Regions from separate parts of the Mus musculus genome. Here region 1 is linked to region 2. Evidence: chromatin contacts called from public HiChIP or PLAC-seq data. All regions are on one chromosome and are shown on one strand. Each heading gives the region's core, a stretch centred on a gene start, on an enhancer-like site or on the middle of the called end of the contact. The rest is flanking DNA. Distances are from core to core; before and after follow the strand shown. Region 1 overlaps Sptbn1 (spectrin beta, non-erythrocytic 1). Region 2 overlaps Rtn4 (reticulon 4).

Region 1 (4,059 bases), core at 1,143-3,642, 460 kb before region 2:
GAGTGGGACGTTCCAGTGTTGGACAGCAGCACAGTGAGAGACCCTTGCCTAAAGTCCGATAGGTGCCAGAAAGTTGTAGTATGCTCAAGAGCAGCCACACAAGACTTGTGCAGGTAGAGTTCTGTGTATTTGAGCCTTGATTTCTATGTTCCTTACTGAATCCCATTGAAGTATTATCTCCATCATGAAGATAGGCAGAGTGAGGCACAAAGGGCGTATTGGCCAGAAATGCTCAGCTAGTGAAGTGTAGTCAGAATTACAACCCAGACAGTTTGCTTTGAAACTGTATGTTGTTGTTGTTGTTGTTTTTAATGCTGTGCTGGCTTTCTAGTGTGTTTTCAGTAATAATTTTTGAGAAGACCCAGTTCCTTAGTCTATGATTTTCTAGATCTCAGACTAGAATTCTGCAAGGACTTGAGAGACGCAGATTTGGGAAGGGCGAATCCTGAGAGATTAAAATTCTTGATTTTTGTCCAGACTGGTTCATAATTGGTGGTGGCAGGGAGGGAAGTATGGTAAGTCAGTGTCGTACACAAGACATGTCTTACCTCGGAAGACTCATTCTGTTTGGTGATTCTGATATAAAAGAGGCTCAATAAACAATACAGAATTTTCTGATCTGTTTTGCCATTACTAAAAATGATTTGTAAGGTCCTAGAGTGATGGGTGCTGATATTTAGGTAAAGGTTTTGGAGTTAAGAGTATGGTCTTCCCTTCTCGGGAAATGGTGGTGCTGGAGCAGTTTTCAAAAGTTGACAGCATTATCCAGGCAGTGGTGGCGCACACCTTTAGTCCCAGCACTTGGGAAGCAGAGGCAGGCAGATTTCTGAGTTCGAGGCCAGCATGGTCTACAGAGTGAGTTCCAGGACAGCCAGGGAGGGTTATACAGAAAAATCCTGTCTAGGAAAAAACAAAAAAAGTTGACCGTATTACCCAGGAATGTGGAGTTTTGTCCAAGTTTCCCTAGCATGGGACAAATGATAACTCTCCAACTTTAGGTCCTCAGCTTGATGAATTTTTTTTTAAAGAGTTATTTATTTATTTAGTTTCTATGAATACACTGTAGTCCTCTTCAGACACACCAGAAGAGGGCATCATATCCCATAACAGATGGTTGTAAGCCACCATGTGGTTGCTGGGATTTGAATTCAGGACCTGTGGAAGAGCAGTCTGTGCTCTTAACCACTGAGCTATCTCTCCAGCCCCCAGCTTGATGATTCTTGTTTGTTTGTTTGTTTGTTTTGTTTTGTTTTTTTCCAGACAGGGTTTCACTGTGTAGCCTTGCTGTCCTGGAACTCCACAGAGCAGGCAGGCAGGCCCAGAGATTTACCTGCCTCTGCCTCCCAAGTGGAGTGCTAGGATCAAAGATGTGTCTCCCACCCCCATCCCAGCTACTAAATTTTCTTGATTTTAAAAACTTCAGCTTCTCTCCTATTTATTGTTAAGTTTAAGCCCAACTGGCCCTTTGATATCTGATGTCCACATTGGAATAAAGTAGATACTCCATATTTGGGGTGTGGCTGTCTCCTGGCATAAATGAATACTTCTAGTTTCCCCAGTCACTTCTCAGGCCACTTTTTGAATTTCCCCATATCATGTAAAAATAATTTTTAGAGCAGTTTATCCACGCGTGTTAGTATCTTAAAACCACAAAACTTGGTTTTCTTTGCTAGCTGATAATGCTTTAATTCTGGCACCAGGAAGTAAGGTTTTTTTTATTTTTATTTTTATTTTTATTTTTATTTTTATTTATGGTTTAATTTGATCTGAGCCAGTGTCTTTTGGTAGTGACTTTTTCTGAGTGTATGTGATAATTGTACTCAGTCCAGAATCACAAGATTCATTATAGGATTGATGGGCTCTTTTCTTTGGCTTCTCTGTCTAGAGAAGTCTAGAGAACTTCTTAGGAAGTTCTGAAAGATGTCATGTCCCTGATAAAGGGTCTTTCCCCCAAGATGTGTCTTCTGAGCAACTTGCTTGTGTGAATGTGTGCATTCTGTCGTCTTCTCTCGTAAACATAAAGCTGACTGCTGATTTATATAGGTCACGGGATATTCCCCTTTACTTTAAGCTGTAGTGCATCTGAAATGTAGAAGGAGCTATAACAGGTACTTGGTCAAAGACAGCCGAAACAATTTACTTTTGTCTTGTGGCCTCTGTAGGTGTGGGAGGGAAGACATGCAGTATTAGGCTACATCTTGGCATTTTCTTCCAGATTGAGCCTGTGGGTGTGACACCTAGTCTCAGCCCTCACATAAGTAAACTCAAACTTTGTGACACCAGCTGTAGCACTCAAGGAGCCAGGCTTCCCTCTATAGTAGGGTTAGCATGATTAGCCCCTTAACATGCTCACTTGGCTCCTACAGTCGCAGAGCAGCATTGGACAAAGCTGCTCCTCTACAGTACTTCCTGGAGGCTCTGAAACGCCTCACCTTAGGTTCACATAAGGTGAGTCTGAGAGAGTATGAGGACTTAGGAACTTACTGGTTTTAGCTAGTGCATCTAGACCATAATGTCTGCTGTTTTGGGGTTTTTTCCCCACTGAATCCAGTCTGTGCAAGTAAATAGCCCAGAGCAGTTAACTGTATTGTCCTTGGAAAAGGGTTCTAAAACTAACCCTTTTTTCCGTGTGATTACTTTCTCCTTTAGTAGCACCTGAGAACCACTCTTTCCGTTTCTAGGACCAAACAGAATTCCTTTGTTGTGTAAATAAGTAACCTTGGGTTCATTTGCATTACAGCCTTAGGTGAAAGGTGAATGGGCTGGTTCTGTCAGCCATGGGGCCCCTGGGGAAGGAAGCCAATGCCAAGAAAATTGAAGCATCCAACGAGGGTTACAGAGTACCCTGGATTGTCAGAGCAGTGATGGCTGGGAAGAAGTTCTTTGAAGAAATTCTCTTGAAGATTACTTGGGGTGCCATTGTTTTATAAGATTTCTTCTTTTTTTGGCATGTCAAGTGGTAGGGACTAAAGGTAGAACTAACTACATGTAGAACTAAACAGTATTTGAAACTTGAAACAAACTAGCATCAGGAGCCTACTTTGTCAGTCACCTCTTGTTTGTATGCTCTAGCCAGCTCTTTATACCACTGATCCTTATGAAACCCATGTTAAGCTCAGGCCTTAGGATCTGAGAAGATCACAGTGTCGCATTGCTGCTTATTTGTGTATGTGGGGGAGTGTATGCGTATGTGTATAATGACATTATAATCCTAGGATTCTCTGTGTGTGTGTGTGTGTGTGTGACTGACTGATGATTGAACATGCCAAGCCAAGAGTTGTAGCCAGGATTACAGACATATACCTCCATTCCTGGTTTATCTGCTGTCATTTTTCATCTGAACAAGAAATTTACTAGCAAAAGCTGCTGCTCTCCATCTGCAGCCCTTCAGTATTGTTAGTGCTGTGGAAGGAGACTGGCTTCATAGAAACTTTGGTTGACCGACACTGTTGGCTGTCCTGCTTGTCAGCCGTGGGTATCCTTTGTTGCTGCTTTTGAGGATGTCTTGGCTGGACGACCTTGGTGCTCATTGGCTCCTTCTAGACTGGCAAGGCAACCTTGTAGCCAGCTTTCATGTTTCCTCACTCTGGGGAGTTATGGTTGATCACTTGAATTTCGTGTGTATTTGTTTGGTTTCTAGCCTTTAATTTGCCCTGCGACCACTTGTGGCTCAGGGTTAGCCAGGCCCATAGTTAAAGAACAACATAGTTGCTAGCCCTGAGCTAAAGTCCTTTTTCCCCTTTTATTTCTGCTTCCTCTTCACAGACTAATTACCAGCTGCTGCTGTTCTTGTTAAACTTCATTAATCCTGAGCCTCTGTCCATAGAAATGGCCTTAAGATAAAAAGACCCTCAACTAAACATTTTGTTGCTGCTGCTAATTGCCCCAAATTACATGTTTTTATTAATTAAGCACGGCTTGCCTCCAAATCCTATTGAAGAATGTTTCCATGACTCCCCTGAATACACACATGCTGCTTTGTGGTTTCATATTTTGGTGGGGGTGGAGGTCCCTGAAATGATCATGCCCCAAAACAGGGTAGTTTTAGAAACATGGTAA
Region 2 (4,045 bases), core at 589-3,088:
AAATATAATGCTAAAAAAATAAAACCAAAGACCTGCAAGGTCTCCAACTCACTTCTAAAGAGTACGATGATCTAAAATTACCTACTTTCAATGTCTCTCTTACCTTAGTCAAAACACTTTTTTTTTTTTACAATGCATGGTTAACTAAGAAAAAATATAATTAAATAAGTTGCTAATAAAAAAAATCTCTGATAAAGTAGCATGTGTGAGTTTTGGGGTTGTTTTGTTTTGTTTTTTCAAGACAGGGTTTCTGTGTAGCCCTGGTTGTCCTGGAACTCAACTCTGTAAACCAGGCTGACCTCGAATTCAGAAATCCACCTACCTCTGCCTCCCAAGTGCTGGAATCAGGCATGCGCCACCACTGCCTGGGGAGCATTTTTTTTTTTTTTAAAGTTTGTATCTATTTGGAAGGATTTTAAGCACAAGAGAACTGTCTCAAAGCAGATGTGAAAGCCCAGAATGGTACAGACCTTTAAACCAGCATTGGGAAAGCAGTCAGGTAGCATTCTCTGAGTTCAAGGCCAGCTAACATTATATAGTTATGTTTGTTTCAAAAAAGAAACAAAACAACCTAGTTAGTAAGCCCACCTGGTGTTCACCTCATCCTGCTCTCTCAAACTCCTTCCACTTCTTTTACTTTTAATGCCAGCAAAATTTTTGGTTTGTTTTGCTTTTCCCTTCCCCTTCTTCCCCTTCCTCTCCTTCTTCCCCTTTCTCTTCTTCCCCTTCTTCCCCTTTCCTTTTCCTTCCTTCCTTCCTTCCTTCCTTCCTTCCTTCCTTCCTTCCTTTTAAATTTCCCTGTGCCTTTAAAGATTGAAAAGAAAAAAAGGAAAAGGAAAAGGAAGGAAAAGAGAAAAGAGAAGAGAGCAGCCATTTACTTTGCTTGTATATTGTTTTGGGAAGCTACGATTTAGACGTCTATTAATAATGGAGAGCCCGAATCTTTTATTAATATGAAACAGTGACAGTTACACAGCAGTCTTGAAACTAATTTTAGAATTCTAAGCACACAGAGGTACAAAACTAGATGTTTTACTGCTGAGAGACATTAACAACCATAAACCCTACCATATGCTGTAATCTAATGCCCTCTATGGACTAAAAGTCAGTACTTCAACAATGGTGAACTCAATATTCAAAAATGGAATAGGATTTGAAATCTAAAAAATAACATTCAAAATGACAAAAAATTGAGCATTTTCAAACTCTTTTAACAACATCACATAGCAATTTCAATATATGAATATTAAAATCCAGAGAAACTGAAAATGTTTCTCTTGCACCAGGAGGTTAAATCAGAATATGATGGGAATAAAAATAACTCTGCAAGAATCCAGACAATTATAAATAAATCAGAACTAAAAGTAAAAATAAAAGAGTACTAAAAAATGAAACAGGCTTTCCTTTGTGAAGTCAAACTGACATGCCTCATCAAATATGAGACCTTGAATGCAATGACCTCGAATGCACAAGCATGTGAGAGAGAGAGAGAGAGAGAGAGAGAGTGAGTGAGTTAAAGACCCAAAGTATTTCTAAACTTACAATTTAAAAATTAAGTCATTAGGCCTTTTACCTTAACAGAAACACATCTTCAGGGTCATTTCAGAATGCTTATAGCATAGCTCAAGTATTTAATTCTGTACAAAATGTCAAAATTCAAAATAGTTTATAAATTTGTTTTATAACAAGTGTGAAATTTTGTGACCAGCCACATTTATTCAGTATGGTTACTTATCAAATATTCCATAGAAATGGTTTTACCATTACCCACACTAGATGGCACCAACACCCAAATCTGCATTTGATTGCCTAACCAACCACTGGGAAACTAGCAAAAGCTATTCTCAATCATCCAACAGTTGAATGGTTGCCTGGCACCAGGAGGCTAGATCAGAATATGATGGGAATAAAAATAACTGCGACAATTATAAATAAATTGGAACTAAGTAAGAATAAAATTAAGAGTAGTAAAAAGAAAGCGGCTTCCTTTGTAAAAGTCAAACTGTCCACTGATGTGTGCATAAAAATCTTAGAGAGAGAAGACTTTGCACCCTGCACATAAAAACAAGATCATAGAGCATCAAAATCGAAAAATGAACAAAGGTTAAACAAGCAATTCATAAAAACTAAAGCACAAATGACCAATAAATGCTTGAAATCCTGGCTTTGGTAGTAACACACAGGAAGGTAATAAAAGGCATTTAAATAAGAAAGGAAGTAGTTAAGAAAAAAAATCCTATTTTCAAGTGTTACAATTCTATACATCAGAGACCCTCGAGACTCCACAAGAAGGCTGATAATCTGATAAACACCTTCTACAAAATGGTTAGGATTCAAAGTTAGCATTAAAGATACAGTAGACTGTCTACATACCATCAAAGGGCACACTGAACAAGAAACAATGTGGTGAAGAGCATTTAATCTTGCACTCAGGGTATAGAGGCGGGAAGAATTAAACTCATGGCCAATCTGATTTACATAGGGAGGGTTCCAGGTTCCCCACCCCGCTGCACAGAGAGAACCTGTTTCAAATTCTAAAACCCTTAGAATAAACCTAACAAAGAAAGTTAAAAACCGCTGGGCGTGGTGGCGCTCTCCTATAATCCCAGCAATTGGGAGGCAGAGGCAGGCGGATCTCTGAGTTCCAGGCCAGCCTGGTCTACAAAGTGAGTTCCAGGACAGCCAGGGCTATACAGGCTATACAGCCCTGTCTCGAAAAACCAAAAAGAAAGTTAAAAACCTCTACCAACTTGATAGCTCACAACCATCTTTAACTCCAGCTCCAGGAGAGTCAATACACCCTGACCTCCCTGGCACCAGGAACTCATGTGATGCATATATAGAAGCAATACAAGCAAACACTCATACACATAAAATAAATCTGAAGAAACCCAAGTAGTTGGGCACACCTGTGGAGGATTTTCTTGATTTGATCATTTGAGATGGGAAGACCCACCTTAAACCTGGATTATCTGAAGGTGGAAAAAGATTCACCCTAAATCTGGGCCAGCCTGCATAAAAAGCTTTTGCTTTTTGCTTCCTTAACCTCAGTCTCTCTGGCAAGTTCATCTATCCCGTTACTAAGGCACTAATACCCCTGGTGGTATTAGAATGTACTTCTGTGAGGTTCCAACATAGACTCAAGACCTCTGAAGGAATTACCTGAACGCTGCAAAAGATTGAGATGGCTAAGACTTTCAGTTTTATAACCAGATCCTTGGCCTTTCTTTCAAGAGATAACCATTGTTGGACTACCTGGACCACAGCCTGTAAGCTACTTGAACAAAACCATGTGTTGTGTGTGTGTGTGCATGCCAAAGTTACATGAGAACAAAGATTTTTGTCTCCCCCACTCTCAAAGAAAAGAAATACAGGATAGTACTTCAAACAACCAAGCCAAAGCAATTATAAGTACCTGCTTTTAATAGATGTTTATTGTAATTAAGAAAAATATCAAGCAGAAAAATCTAATCTAACTTCATTCCTTTTACAGTAAAGGAAGTCAACATCTATCTAGATGTGAGAAAGACTAGAATTCATGTCATCCAAATTATACAAACACTTCCTGTGAATTTTATGGAATATACACACTTGTTATGTTGTTTTGTTGTTGTTTTTTTTTTTTTTTTTTTTTCTCCAAGACAGGGTTTCTCTGTGTAGCCTTGGCTGTCCTGGAACTTACAATAGCCCAGTCTAGCCTCAAACTCAGAGAATCTGCCTGCCTCTGACTTCCAAGTGCTAGGATTAAAGGCTTACACACATTTGTTAAATGCAAATTATGTTCTATTCCTCTAGTGAGAATGGACATAGCAGCTAATGCTAAGTTTAAAAATTACTGACAAGCTGGGCAGTGGTGGTGCAACCCAGCACTCATGAGTCTGAGGAAGGTGGATTTCTGAAAATTTGAGGATAGCTTGATCTACAGAGCAAGTTCCAGGACAGCCAGAGCTACACAGAGAAACTGTCTTAAAAAAAACAAAAAACAAAAACAAACAAAAAAAAAAAACGACATGGGAATGCTAACTTGATCACTGGAAAGTTATCA

What was found. HiChIP or PLAC-seq counts read pairs in DNA pulled down with a chosen protein or histone mark.
Region 1: an H3K27ac HiChIP or PLAC-seq map of embryonic stem cells shows a contact between it and region 2, with 5 read pairs. The contact joins two enhancer-like sites. A contact is called at or near these places in 2 of 115 datasets of contacts at active chromatin or transcription factors (both in embryonic stem cells).

The regions. Positions count from the first base shown.
Region 1 is chr11:30,175,979-30,180,037 of GRCm38.p6, reverse strand. All of the region lies in intron 1 of Sptbn1 (spectrin beta, non-erythrocytic 1), which reads left to right. Among named protein-coding and RNA genes, the nearest start is that of Sptbn1, 42 kb to the left of the region's middle. Within about 2 kb of position 2,392, at least 55 of the 459 cell types and tissues checked have an H3K27ac peak or open chromatin away from gene starts, as enhancers often do. A contact at or near this core is called in embryonic stem cells, where this site is marked.
Region 2 is chr11:29,712,739-29,716,783 of GRCm38.p6, reverse strand. All of the region lies in intron 3 of Rtn4 (reticulon 4), which reads right to left. Among named protein-coding and RNA genes, the nearest start is that of Rtn4, 22 kb to the right of the region's middle. Within about 2 kb of position 1,838, at least 8 of the 459 cell types and tissues checked have an H3K27ac peak or open chromatin away from gene starts, as enhancers often do. A contact at or near this core is called in embryonic stem cells, where this site is marked.